Regions from separate parts of the Mus musculus genome. Here region 1 is linked to region 2. The links are chromatin contacts, called in public HiChIP or PLAC-seq maps. All regions are on one chromosome and are shown on one strand. The core of a region is the stretch at or near the end of the contact, and the rest is flanking DNA. Distances in the headings are between cores, read along the strand shown.

The links. HiChIP or PLAC-seq counts read pairs in DNA pulled down with a chosen protein or histone mark.
Region 1: an H3K27ac HiChIP or PLAC-seq map of CD8 T cells shows a contact between it and region 2, with 26 times the contacts expected there. The contact joins two enhancer-like sites. A contact is called at or near these places in 10 of 39 promoter capture datasets (3T3-L1-derived adipocytes, the C10 cell line, the HPC-7 cell line and 4 more), 1 of 15 datasets of contacts at CTCF or cohesin (CD8 T cells), 3 of 484 Hi-C or Micro-C datasets (bone marrow-derived macrophages, nephron progenitors and uterus), 9 of 115 datasets of contacts at active chromatin or transcription factors (CD8 T cells, the NIH/3T3 cell line, embryonic stem cells and 3 more) and 4 of 9 other capture datasets (adipose tissue, liver, macrophages and 1 more).

What each region holds. Positions count from the first base shown.
Region 1 is chr5:53,563,552-53,569,960 of GRCm38.p6, reverse strand. It overlaps a transcript of Rbpj not described here. Among named protein-coding and RNA genes, the nearest start is that of Gm40304, 20 kb to the right of the region's middle. Within about 2 kb of position 4,415, at least 86 of the 459 cell types and tissues checked have an H3K27ac peak or open chromatin away from gene starts, as enhancers often do. A contact at or near this core is called in CD8 T cells and memory CD8 T cells, where this site is marked.
Region 2 is chr5:53,417,871-53,423,926 of GRCm38.p6, reverse strand. No RefSeq gene overlaps it. Among named protein-coding and RNA genes, the nearest start is that of Gm40304, 130 kb to the left of the region's middle. Within about 2 kb of position 2,321, at least 42 of the 459 cell types and tissues checked have an H3K27ac peak or open chromatin away from gene starts, as enhancers often do. A contact at or near this core is called in CD8 T cells and memory CD8 T cells, where this site is marked.

The sequences.
Region 1 (6,409 bases), core at 3,166-5,665, 140 kb before region 2:
GGTCTAAGTCCTAAGGGTCTGGAGACTCGTCGCTTGCTGGTGAGATGTGCTTGGTGCTGACAGAAGCCAAGCTGTCTTCCAAGAAAGGGATTGACCATGGTTTTAGACTTTGAGGAGTTGGGTATGGGGTTTTGTATGCAGATGGTCTGGAGAGGCTAACAACATTTCAAAGGTCAACTGGCATGTGAGGAGAAGTTGTCTATAGCCCAGGTCAAAGGTTCATATGCAAAAATTTGGGATCTGGTTAGCAGTAGCTTCTTGACTTTATTTAAGTGCCCAGAACCAAAGTTCTCCCATTTTAAATCCTTTCTTCCTAGATGATATGCATTTATCCCATGTGTTAGTTGGTGTATACTTAAACTACAGTTATTAACTGTTTGTCTCACATCGTGTATTTATTCATTCATTTGTGTATTCACAACCAAGGATTAAACCTAAGACCTCACAGGTTGCTCAAGTACGCTACCATTGAACTACACCTCCCAACAGTTGAAATCAAGGTTTAATATTATCCTTTATCTGGCAACACTCCATGAACAGAAAAGTCAGACTCTCTCTGGTCATGTTCAGCCTCAGAAAAAGAAAATACTATTATCAGTTTTGTGAGTAATCTTCCCGGAATGTTCTGCCTCACCCCCCACCCCACCCTGCCTTTGGTTTTTCAAGACACATTTCTCTATATAGGACTGGTCATTCTGGAACTCGCTCTGTAGACCAGGTTGGCCTCAGACTCAGAGATTCACCTCACTCTGCCTCCCAAGTGCTAGGATTAAAGGTGTAAGCCACCACACCCGGCTTTCAGGAATATTCTATAATGAACTTTGGTTTCTAGCAATCAGAGTTATCAGTCCCAGGACAGAATAACCTTCCACTTATAGTAATCAAAAAATCTGAAGGAGAAAAATAATGTTGCTTTTAACCATGAGATTTAACCCAACATAAGATTGTGGTGCAGGGCCGGGCAGTGGTGGCGCACACCTTTAATCCCAGCACTTGGGAGGCAGAGGCAGGTGGATTTCTGAGTTCAAGGCCAGCCTGGTCTACAAAGTGAGTTCCAGGACAGCCAGGGCTACACAGAGAAACCCTGTCTTTGGGGGGAAAAAAAAAAGATTGTGGTGCAGGGAAAGAAGGCCAGATTTTAGTTGGTGCTAGTTGGGAACTTCGCTTATATGCCTTAACTTCTGAGATCACCTGTCGGTAGGGAAATTAACCATGATACTCAGCTCACATGTCTGGTACAAAGCAGACCCACGTAGCTCAGTGTAGTCCTGGCCATCTTGGAACTCACTCTTAAGGTCAGGCTATAGATCAGTAGATAAGGGATCCCTTTGTGTCTAGATGCTTTAGGGTGATTTTCCTTAAAGGTTATCGGTGAAGATCTCTGCCTAGGACCAAAGGCCAGATAAACTCACTCTATCTCAAAACAACCTTCTGAATTTTCCATCAGGCAGTTTTACCAAGAACGCAAGTCAGTCTTTCAAGAATCTGATGGTCTCATTTAGCTCACCTCCCTTTCGTCTTACTAACTTTCACCCCGACACTTATTAACTCAAAAATAATATTTGTTGAATGCTTACTATGAATGAGGCAGGAACTGGGTAACAGGGCTGAACTGGAAGTGGAGCTGTTCTTGGGGAATTTGTATTAAGAATTCAAATATGGGGGGCTGGTGAGATGGCTCAGTGGGTAAGAGCACCCGACTGCTCTTCCCAAGGTCCGGAGTTCAAATCCCAGCAACCACATGGTGGCTCACAACCATCTGTAACAAGTGACTCCCTCTTCTGGAATGTCTGAAGACAGCTACAGTGTACTTACATATAATAAATAAATCTTTAAAAAAAAAGAATTCAAATATGGGGCTGGGTGCGGTGGTGCACAACTTTAATCCCAGCACTTCAGAGGGACAGGTAGACAGATCTCTGTGAATTACAGGTCTACAAAGTTCCAGGACACCAAGAACAATCTATGACATATGTAAGGGATTTTCAGTGATGATAAAGCCATGTAAGAAATTAAGCAGGAGTGACAGATGCTAGGGGAAAAAGGGAACGTCACTTCACACAGGCCAGCTGGCCTCATAATAAAACTTTCTTTTACCTACTAGTGAATTTGACTCAGTTAAGATGATCAAAGTAAGCCGGGCATGGTTGCACACACCTTTAATCCCAGCACTCGGGAGGCAGAGGCAGGCAGTTCGAGACCAGCCTAGTCTACAAAGTGAGTTCCAGGACAGCCAGGGCTACACAGAGAAACCCTGTCTCGAAAAAACAAAAACAAAAAAACAAAACAAAACAAAAAACAAAAAAAGATGATCAAAGTACTTTAAGTCTGCACTCCAATAGGAAGGTTGTCAGACACCTGAGCAGAAAACAATAACCCTCAATTTGGAGTTCACTTGATAAACTCCAGCACTCGGTTGATAGTACACTCTTTCAGAGTTTATAGGTTTGGCTCTTTCTACTGTTCCTTGGTGAAAGCTACATGGGAAAAGTAAGAAGTGCAGTGTGTCTTGATACCAATCATTAGCTTTGGTATTACAGACTCCTTTGAGTGAATGTGCATACGCCCTGGGCTCTGCAAGCATCGGGTGCTTTTTATCCCTATTGAGAGGTGAAATGCGAATCCAAAATTCAACTGATTTATCCTGGGATACCCCAGGTCAGATGCAGATAAAAATCAAGGCTGGCGATGTCTAACGGCTCTGCGCAGAGCTGGCTCCTTGGTATGGCATGAGGTCCTGGGCTCAAGCTCCAGGACTTCAGAGAAGAGACAAGGGGTAGCAGGAAGAGGGAAGGACAGAAACAGATGCTAAAGATGGTTATCTTCTCCCTGAGCCCAAACCTGTTTGTACCACCTCCACTGTTTGCCCAACCCTGCTTTTGCATTGTCGAATCGACTTTAAAAGGGACTTAAGCGTGGCACAAGGAGTTGGGTATGTGAAGGAACTTGGACATAACCGCTTCACTCTGAAGTACAAACTCGAGAGTCCCGAGGCCCCACTTTTGCCTTGCAGATCACACATCGACCATGCTAACTAACCCTCAGAGATAATTATCAGCCCATGATGCTGATGGGTACCAGATAATTCTAACGTGGTCTTGGCTCTGTCTTCTGAGAAGCTGCTCGATGTTTCCTGCTTGGGCCTGGCAAGCTTCACAGGGTTCCTAAGAAGAACCTCTACTTTCCTTTGTCCCTCCCAGAGAGGCGATGCATTTTCACTTCACGATGATTAAAACCCAGCGGCCTACGATACTATATTAGTTCACCCAGGCTTCTCAGAATCGTGTGTTAAAATCGAAACTGAAACATCATGGAGGTGGGAAGGTCTACTCATTAGAGTAGGTGATCCTGCCAGTTCCTGTAGAGCTATTCTGAGTGTTGGTGCTATTAAAAAAATAGGCATGAGATTCATGGTAGATCTCTAGATAAGGCTGTTCTCCTAAACAAATTTTGAAGAAATAATGGATTTGTAGACCATTAAAATTTACTGAGGACTAAAAGGAGAAATAACAAGGTGTCTTCATGTTAAACTTTGCTGCAGAGGTAAGGAGCCAAGAACTATTTTGAAATGACTCTCTGACTTAATTGTTCTTCACTCTCATGCCAACGTGTGTGTGTGTGTGTGTGTGTGTGTGTGTGTGTGTGTGTGTGTGTGTTAAAGTACTGCCACTTTTCTGGGAGAGAGATGAACTATTCGCATAGGCTAGTGCACACACTAGGAGGCTCTCTACAGCTTCCCCATCCTACCTTATCTCTTTGAAGTTTGACCCTGCAGCACAACTGGACTCCATCCTCCTTTAAATCATCCACCCCCTGGATACTGCCTGGTGGCATCTCACTGACTCCACTGGTTGGATATTCCTGACAAAAAGACATAAGATTGCTTGTGTTCCTTTCTCTAGCACCCGCTCACCTTGAATCGGTCTCCACCGTTAGACTAAAGATCAGGTGCCCCGGATACAACTTTGAGCTTGAGGTTATAGGCATTTATTTATAGGCCAGAAAGTTTCCTTCCAATGTTCGTAGTCAACAGATAGGAGTAGTTTAAAAAGATATTTGGGGGCTGGGGCTGGGGTTCAGTGGTAGGGTGTTCACCTAGCGTGTGAAAGGCTCCTGGCGTGAATTTCACACACACACACCCATGCACATACACACACATACACACACACCACTGCTTCCAACAAACAAAGAGAGCCTTTTTAATAGCTCATCTTCACTGACTGTCAAGGGATTGTTTTCTTCTGGAGACACTCAACCGACATGGAATTGAGCTCTGCCCATCTACAAATCCCCTGTAGGGTTTGTGAAACAAGCCATAATCCCCCTCATGAAAACACACACTGGCTATTTATGCTCATGCTTGGTCCAAATATTACAATTGTTTCTGGATTTCTGCCACATTCCTCTCGAGATGGTCATTTGGGAGAGTTTGTTTATAATGTGTGTTTTGAATGAAATTTTAAAATTCCAAGACCACAGGATGTAAGACTCAATTGTGGGTTAAACTTCATTTTTGCATTCCCCCCCCCCCCCCCAAAGAGGGCTTACTTACATTACAGCGGTGAACAGTGAATAGAAAACAGGGCAAAGGTATGTTTTTGGTTTTGTTTCAGGGATCAGTATTTGAAAGACTATGAAAAGCACATGCTACCTTGAATGATGAGGGAAAGTTGTTTCGAAATGGCCTGTGGCATTCGGTTGTTGGTTCAGGTGAATTAAAACATTAAGTGAGTTTATAGGAACCAGAACAAACAGTTTCTTTAGTGCCTGTGTGAATCGTGGCGTTAAAATCACAGACAAAACCCCTGAACTCCAAGATTGCATCTCTCTCCTCACACAAAGTCAAGCTTATTGAAATGAACAGTGGAACAGAACTCATTCAGAAGTTGGAAAAGAAAAGCTAAATTATAAAAGCTTTTCTAGGATTCCTTCTTTTCTGTTCAATCCTAGACTTGTCCCTTATGTCTTTGTTTATTTTCTAAGCTGATGCTAATTCTAACCGTCTGTCTGAGATTTTATGGGAAAATTTCAACTTTTAAATATAAATTAAGGTTTCTTGTATTTAAGTACAACTTGAAGTATTTTTTATTTTTTTGGGTTTTTTTTTGTTTGGTGTGTGTGTGTTACGAATGATAGACAATAAAGTGATGTGTCTGGCTTTCATGATTTTTCTGCTGGGCACCTCAGCCTTTGACGTTTGGATCTATTGTTTACTTCTTGGTACTTATGAGGTAAGGTACCATAGTGGATAAAGCCCTTGGAAATGAAGGCCCCGGTCTGAGGAGCACCTCGGCCACCGCTTTCGGCTGGATTTCTCCCCGCATCTCTGAGGGGCACCTCAGCCACTGCTTTCGGGTGGATTTCTCCACAAGCTGTTTCGGTTTACTTTCTCTCCATAAATCGGACGCACGTTCGCACGCGCACACCAGCGATTTCTATGACATAGCCTTTCTGGAATTCCATAAACACAGGATATCCAACATGGGCTAACCACTTGTCCAGAAAAGAAAATAAGCAGACGGTTGCCCACAGAACACAGCTTACATTCGGGCAGCAGAGTCCGCCAAGAAGCGATTGCATTGAGTCTCTGTCTGACTGATACTCCAACCTGGAAAGCGACAGAGTGCTTTGCAATGGCTGTTTCTTGTTAACAGAATGACTTACAGCCTCCGAATTGAGGGCTTATTTGATTTTTGACCTTGATCATCAGAGAGGGTGTTGTAGAGGACCACTGCAAATACTGTTCCTCTTAGGTACAAAGGAAAATGCTCTACTTAGGAAAAAAATAGGATAAAAACAATAAAATAATAAAACAATTTAATGTTTAATAAAATAAGACATTTGCTATCATATCAGGTGGACATATTTAGCTGTTCCTCTCTGACAAGAATCCTCAAAGCCTTTATAAAACATTAGGAAATAAATACTACCCTTCTTTGCTAAACTATTGACTAGTTTTGAGCTTAACACAGTCCTAAAATAAGAACACCAGCAGCAATCCCAAGCTTAGCTTCAACAGTGGAGTTTTATGCTAAGGTCTCCTCTCAGCTACTTAGTGCTCTAAATAAAGGGGGTTGGGAGTAGCAGCCCTTCCAGAAGCCAGGCAGGTTGGACTTGACAACCTTGCATTCCTATAACTACAGTGGGAGATCACTTTGCTAAATGTTACTCACTTTTTCTGGTCTACGGGTGGAGTTACTGAAACTGCCAATTCTAGGGCTCAGACGGTTCCTGTAAAAGCAGCCTTCAACGCATCGGAAAGACTTTCCTGGAGGAAGGAGCGCTGGCTCCATTTGTCTTTCTGGATTTACTGGGCTCGTTAATTCAGGTGCTCTGATAATGGTGCTAAGTGGGAAGAAGCCATTTTCTCAATTATCCTCGTCTGATAAGCCTTTTGGGAGTGCAATGA
Region 2 (6,056 bases), core at 1,072-3,571:
GACACTTTGCCCCTTCTTAGAATTGGGAACAAAACACCCATGGAAGGAGTTACAGAGACACAGTTTGGAGCTGAGAAAAAAGGATGGACCATCTAGAGACTGCCATATCTGGGAATCCATCCCATAATCAGCCTCAAAAAGCTGACACCATTGCATACACTAGCAAGATTTTGCTGAAAGGACCCAGATATAGCTGTCTCTTGTGAGACTATGCCGGGGCCTAGCAAACACAGAAGTGGATGCTCACAGTCAGCTATTGGATGAATCACAGGGCCCCCAATGGAGGAGCTAGAGAAAGTAACCAAGGAGCTAAAGGGATCTGCAACCCTATAGGTGGAACAACAATATGAACTACCCAGTACCCCCCAGAGCTCGTATCTCTAGCTGCATGTGTATCAGAAGATGGCCTAGTCGGCCATCAGTGGAAAGAAAGACCCATTGGTCATGCAAACTTTATCTGCCTCAGTATAGGGGAATGCCGGGGCCAAGAATTGGGAGTGGGTGGGTGGGGGAGCGGGTGGGGGACTTTTGGGATAGCATTGGAAATGTAAATGAAATAAATACCTAATTTTAAAAAAAAGAAAGAAAATGTCAGGTAGGACTTGTCTCAAGCTGGTTCGTTTGTTCTCATCTTGTTTCTTGTGTGATAGAACCTGGCTCTTTGTCATATCCCCCTTCCACCCAAAATGTGAAGCTCAAAAAGTATTAGCAAGGAGGAGTAGATGTAGCTCTTAGTATGGGTCAAGCTCTCCCCTCTACTCTCATGTGTACTACTTCATGCAAGAGCTTCCTATGGTAGGTGCTAACAGCGTGAGAATGATAAGTTAAACCATACAAAGTCCCACAGCCACTGGTAAGGGTTTAGGGACAGGAGCTGACATGAAGTCCCTTGTCTTAAGCGTTCATATTGTTAACTATCACACTAATGCAGAAGCTGGTGACCAATTGGAAAGTAAAGGCAGCAAGGACCATCTCACGGCACAGTGCACAATGATAGCGACCCTGAGAGGCACCCCAGAGCTTCCAACTATGTTACCACAAGTCCCTGTCCCCCCCAGATCTGCAGTGTTCTCTCCACTTGCATGCTCACACACATCCTCCCACTATAGAGACAGTGCAGCTGGTGGGTTATTCTCCCTGCCTCATTTTGATACTCCAAGGAGAACGCTGATATTATATATTAGGATTGCGGAGTGAGGTTGGGGGAGGGGGAGCAGGTAGTCATGAGAGACATAAGATTTATCTTCCTAATTTCTTTTGTTTCTCCAAAGGAAAAGTTTGGTAACTCCAACTAAGATCTTTCCTGATGGTGAGAACATCGCTTAACTCTCTAGCTTGCTCCTTCTTTGTGCCTGGGAAGAAAAGGACACTGTCGTGAGCTCATAGGATGGTTCAGTGGATAAAGGGGCTTGCTGCCAAGCCTGACAACCTAGTTTGATCCCTGGGTCCCACATGGTAGAGAGAGACAGCAAATTGTCCTCTGGCCTCAACATGTGTGTCATGGCCAAGTGTGTGCCCATGTATGTACACACATATGTAAAGAAGTGCAACAACACTTTGAAGTGTCCCATAAAGCAAAGACAAAAGTATAAATTAGAAATAGCAAAGAAGCCAAAGCAGATAACATCCTCCAATATCAATGAACAGGAACAAAAGAAAGCTTGAAAATGCTGGCCATTTGGAAGAGGGATATCGAAGGTCTTGGCATGTACATTTTGCCTTTGCAATGCCTTAAGTGATAAATATTTGTCCTCTTAGCCCCTGCAAGTGAAGGACTAGACATCCTTTGAGGAGATAATCTGTACTTACTAGCCCTGACTTCCAACTCCCCTCTTTTAGTTGCTATCCTGGTTAATGTTGGGTATGTCTATGGGTCTCTCTCTTCTGAATGGGGTAAACATCTGCAATGACGAATGTTGGGTAGCTCTGGCTCCTTAGAGTCTCAGGAGGGACCTAGCACATTATTGAATACATTCTACCAAAGATCTGCACCATAGGCTCTGGGCTAGGAATAATACTGTTAATGTGGTTTAGGTGCTGGCTGTGAGAGCCAACGTTTTGTTTGATACACTAGAATATTTAACTGATATTCACACACTAGATTTTTGCTTTAGCCTTGAGAACAAAGTATAACTGTCACACCTAGAAACATTTGAACTTGAATATTAATCCTAGAAGGCTCTTCAGCATCTTCCAGGATGTCCCCTCTAGAACAGAGGAGGAGGAGACTCTGAAGTAACACACTGCTATAGTTGCTTAATGACACATGGCTCATCTGAACACCCAGCATTACACCCCTCACCCCACACACCACCACCATCATATCTACATGCCCCAGCTTCCTCCAGAACCTCACGAACCAACCACAGCTGCAGCCACACGCCAGCCCTAAGGTACCCATTTACAAAAAGTCCAACCTGGAGGTGGAGTGGAAAGTATTGAAGCGCTAATGTAAAACTCCCCTTGACCTCATGGCCTCATTTATCAAATGTCCTATTACTTTCATTTCCTTTAGAGATAACTTGATGGCAGGATGTCTGCGCCTGCTGTCTCCTCCTGTTGTCACTGTCTAGCAAGTCAAGGGCCCTGCTAGAAGTCTCTTTAACCCCAGACATTGGCTTTGGTGGCCACTGCTTTGCTGACACTGTTTACCAATGGCCACCAATGGAGTCACTTTATTAAAGATGAGGGTGGATTGCCACTATGTTTGTTCATCATCTTTCTGGGGTCCTCGGAGACTTCTGATGCTGTGAGTGAGTTTCTTCTTGTTTTGAAGCAAGCATCCTCCACTTTCATGTGCACTTGCTATTGCTAGGTGCCTTCCTCTTTCTCTGGCTCCTTTTGCCATCTCTGCTATCCATATAGCTACCTAAGATTCTTAAGTCTCCCTAGAGTTTCTCTTATCTTCTGTTTTAGTCCCCTGTTGCCACAACAAACCAACCAAAACTTTGTGGTTTCAAACTGCAACAAATTCTTGTCCCTAAGATCCTGTGGCTTAATTAAGTGCTCATGTGTCTGTGGTATTGGCGAGGGAGTCAGGGTGGGGATGGTAGTGGTGGTGGATGGTTGTTCAGAAATAGCCTTACTAACATGGCTGGACATTAGTTCTAGCCACTGGCTGGGAGCTCAGGTTGAACTGACAGTTGATGGCCTGAGCCTCCCTTCAAGAGATCTTAAGCAATCTCCCCATTCTGCTTCTTGAAAATGGGCCTGTGCTTTACCAGTGCTCCCAAGGATAAAGCTGCCAGTGCTCATCAGGCAGAGGGATTCAAAACTTCCGGATGCCCCTGCTTGGTCAAGACAAGCACACAAGGAAGAGAGCTACATCTTTATGAGGTGGCATTTCAGGCAGAGAGAGGGAATGGGTGGCAGACACAGGTGATAATCTGTCATGGTTACCCTTCTGCCTTTGACAGTGGTTAGCACTCGCACCTGCCCAAATCCTCATTCCATGATGGAATCAGCTCCAAGTCGTCACTATAATATAGCAGTCTCTCCTCTACTCCCTAATACTGTTTCTCAGCAGTTGCTTCTGTGTGGTTGCTAAAGGAGGAGGCATCATGATCCCTCTGGGTCAAGATGGCAAGTTATATCACAAACGAAGAACCTGTTGTGGGAGAGGATGCAGAAGAAAGCCATAAAGTCGAGAGCACACAGGACGGGCAAGCACCACTGTTGTGAGCAATTCTGGAATTCCACTGGGCACATGTTACCATTTTGCCCTGACGCCTGGGCCAGAGAATGTCCCTGGATTGGTTGTGTGTTTCTGCTTCTTGTGAGTAGTTTTCCATGGCTCTTGGCAATTCCTTGAGGATTCCTGGCTTTTCCTTCTGAATCCTCCTTCCTTTCCTGTAAGAAATACCCTGTGAGCTGGGTGTGGTGGTGCATGCCTGTCATCTTAGAACTCAGAAGGCAGAGACAGGAGAATCACTGCAATGCATGGCCAGCCTGCTCTTAATAGCACATTCCAGCAAGAGCTACATAGTAAGACCCTGTCTCAAGAAGCCCCAATCCAAACCAAACTGACAAAGCCAAATGTCCGTTGTGTTTAGTTGAGGTGCTCTCTTAGGCTTCTTTCTGCTTGGAGGATGTTCGAGGTCTTGGCATCCCTTTTAATTTTTCATTATTTGTCCCTTCAAATGTTCAAGTTTAAGCTGATATAAGTCCTTTTAAATTTTGTGAGATCTCTGTGTTCTCAATCACCCATCGTGACTTGTAGCCATCACCATCTTTACCAGAACAGCTGCGATTAACCACAGTCACCCCTTCACAAGCTCGTGCCCACTGAGCTGGCATAGGGAGAGTATCTGACTATTGTGCATGAAGCCCCGGCTTTGATTCCTAGCACTGCATAGTATAGCATGGTGCTGTACTCCTGTTCCTCTGGAGATGGGAGAAAGAGGATCAGAAGTTCACTGCTCTAAGAAACAGCTCACTCTCATTCCTGCAAGTGTAACCAATAAACTCATTGTGTCACCAAACTAGTGTCATTTCTTTAGTCTGTCATGGGTACCTTACCTGAGAGGTGTAGACGTTTGCCCTGAACTTCATGCCACGTTATACCCGAACAGATCTATTTGAAGACAGACTGCCTAAGCTACAGGATTTTAGTGTTAAAAACAACTGGGGTAAGGGCTAGAGCCATGGCTCACCAGTTAAGAGCACTTGCTGCTCTTGCAGAGGATCTGAGTTCAGTTTCCAGTACCCACGTCAAGTGACTCATAGTTGCCTGTAATTCCAGTTTCAAGGGATCCATTACCCCCTGGCTTCCACAGGCACCCGCATACAATGCAGTGCACATACATACACTCAGGCATATACTCATTAAAAAATACAAAATAAATAAATGTTTAAAAACTTTTCCAGGGTGCTAGCTACTGTATTCCTGGGAAGTTCCCTGTCCAGAAGCAACACCCTTCCCCACCCCACCCCCATTTTTTCTAATGGAGAGATCCGTGGGTACCACTTAGACTTTTAGGATTTTGATAGTCTGACGACCACACGTTTGATCTGTTCTTCACCCGGACACTGTGTTTTCTAGGTAGCTTTTGGAATTGATTGTTACCCTGTGTTCTTTGAGAATGTCTTGTTAGCTAGAGGTTTAACCAATATGAAATCACTTGAAAATCCTTTGTCAACAGTTGAAACTATTACCTCTAAATTCTTCCTGAAAATGGAGTGATTCAGTTAATCTCACCCTTCCTGTACCCTATCACCATCATCGAGTGAAGCAACCACCATCTTCTTAGCCAGCCTCATGGTCTTTTCTCCCATCCAAGCACTAGCCTTGCGTAAACCTGCTTAGCATCTGAGATCCGGTGAGATGAGGTGTGTTCAGGGTGATATGTCCATAAACTTAGGTATTTTATCTCTTGTGTTACTACTTCACCGATAACCCCTGTCCCTGGTAAACTGTACTAAATTTGACCTAAAGCTGTCACCATAATTAAGATCACTCTACAACATGACTTAGCATGTAGATAAATTGCACTCTAACATATGAGAATATTTTTGTAACAAATAGCTAAGTCTCAGCCAATCATAGCAGCTGAGTTTCTACCGATGACAGGCTGCTTGTTGATTGGAATATGTTCGCATAAAGCAAATGTCTTATCACGTTATACCCAAATTAGATGAATGATGACAAGTAATCAGCCAAGCTATTTCTGTCCATTACCTCCCTTTTCTGTTTATTATATACCTACTGGCTTCTTATCTATGATTCTTCATTCACAGACTCAACCACCCCCAGTGGTGTGCTAGGACCAAGATTTACACTAAACATGCAAAGAGTTAATTTTGTCATTGTTTCCTAGGCAACACAGTGACTTCCATAGCATTTACATTCTACTAGGTATTATAGTAACCTAAAGATGATTTAAAGTTTGTAAGTGTACATGTGTACATTATATGAGATAGCAAATGTGGGCTTTGATACCTGTAGGACATCTCAAACTGTCCTTCAGGGAATGCTGGGAAATGGCTGAACCTCTGCCTACATGGCTACATGGGGAGGGTGGCTTTGATTCATGGGTGGGTCTTTGCTCTAATAAACT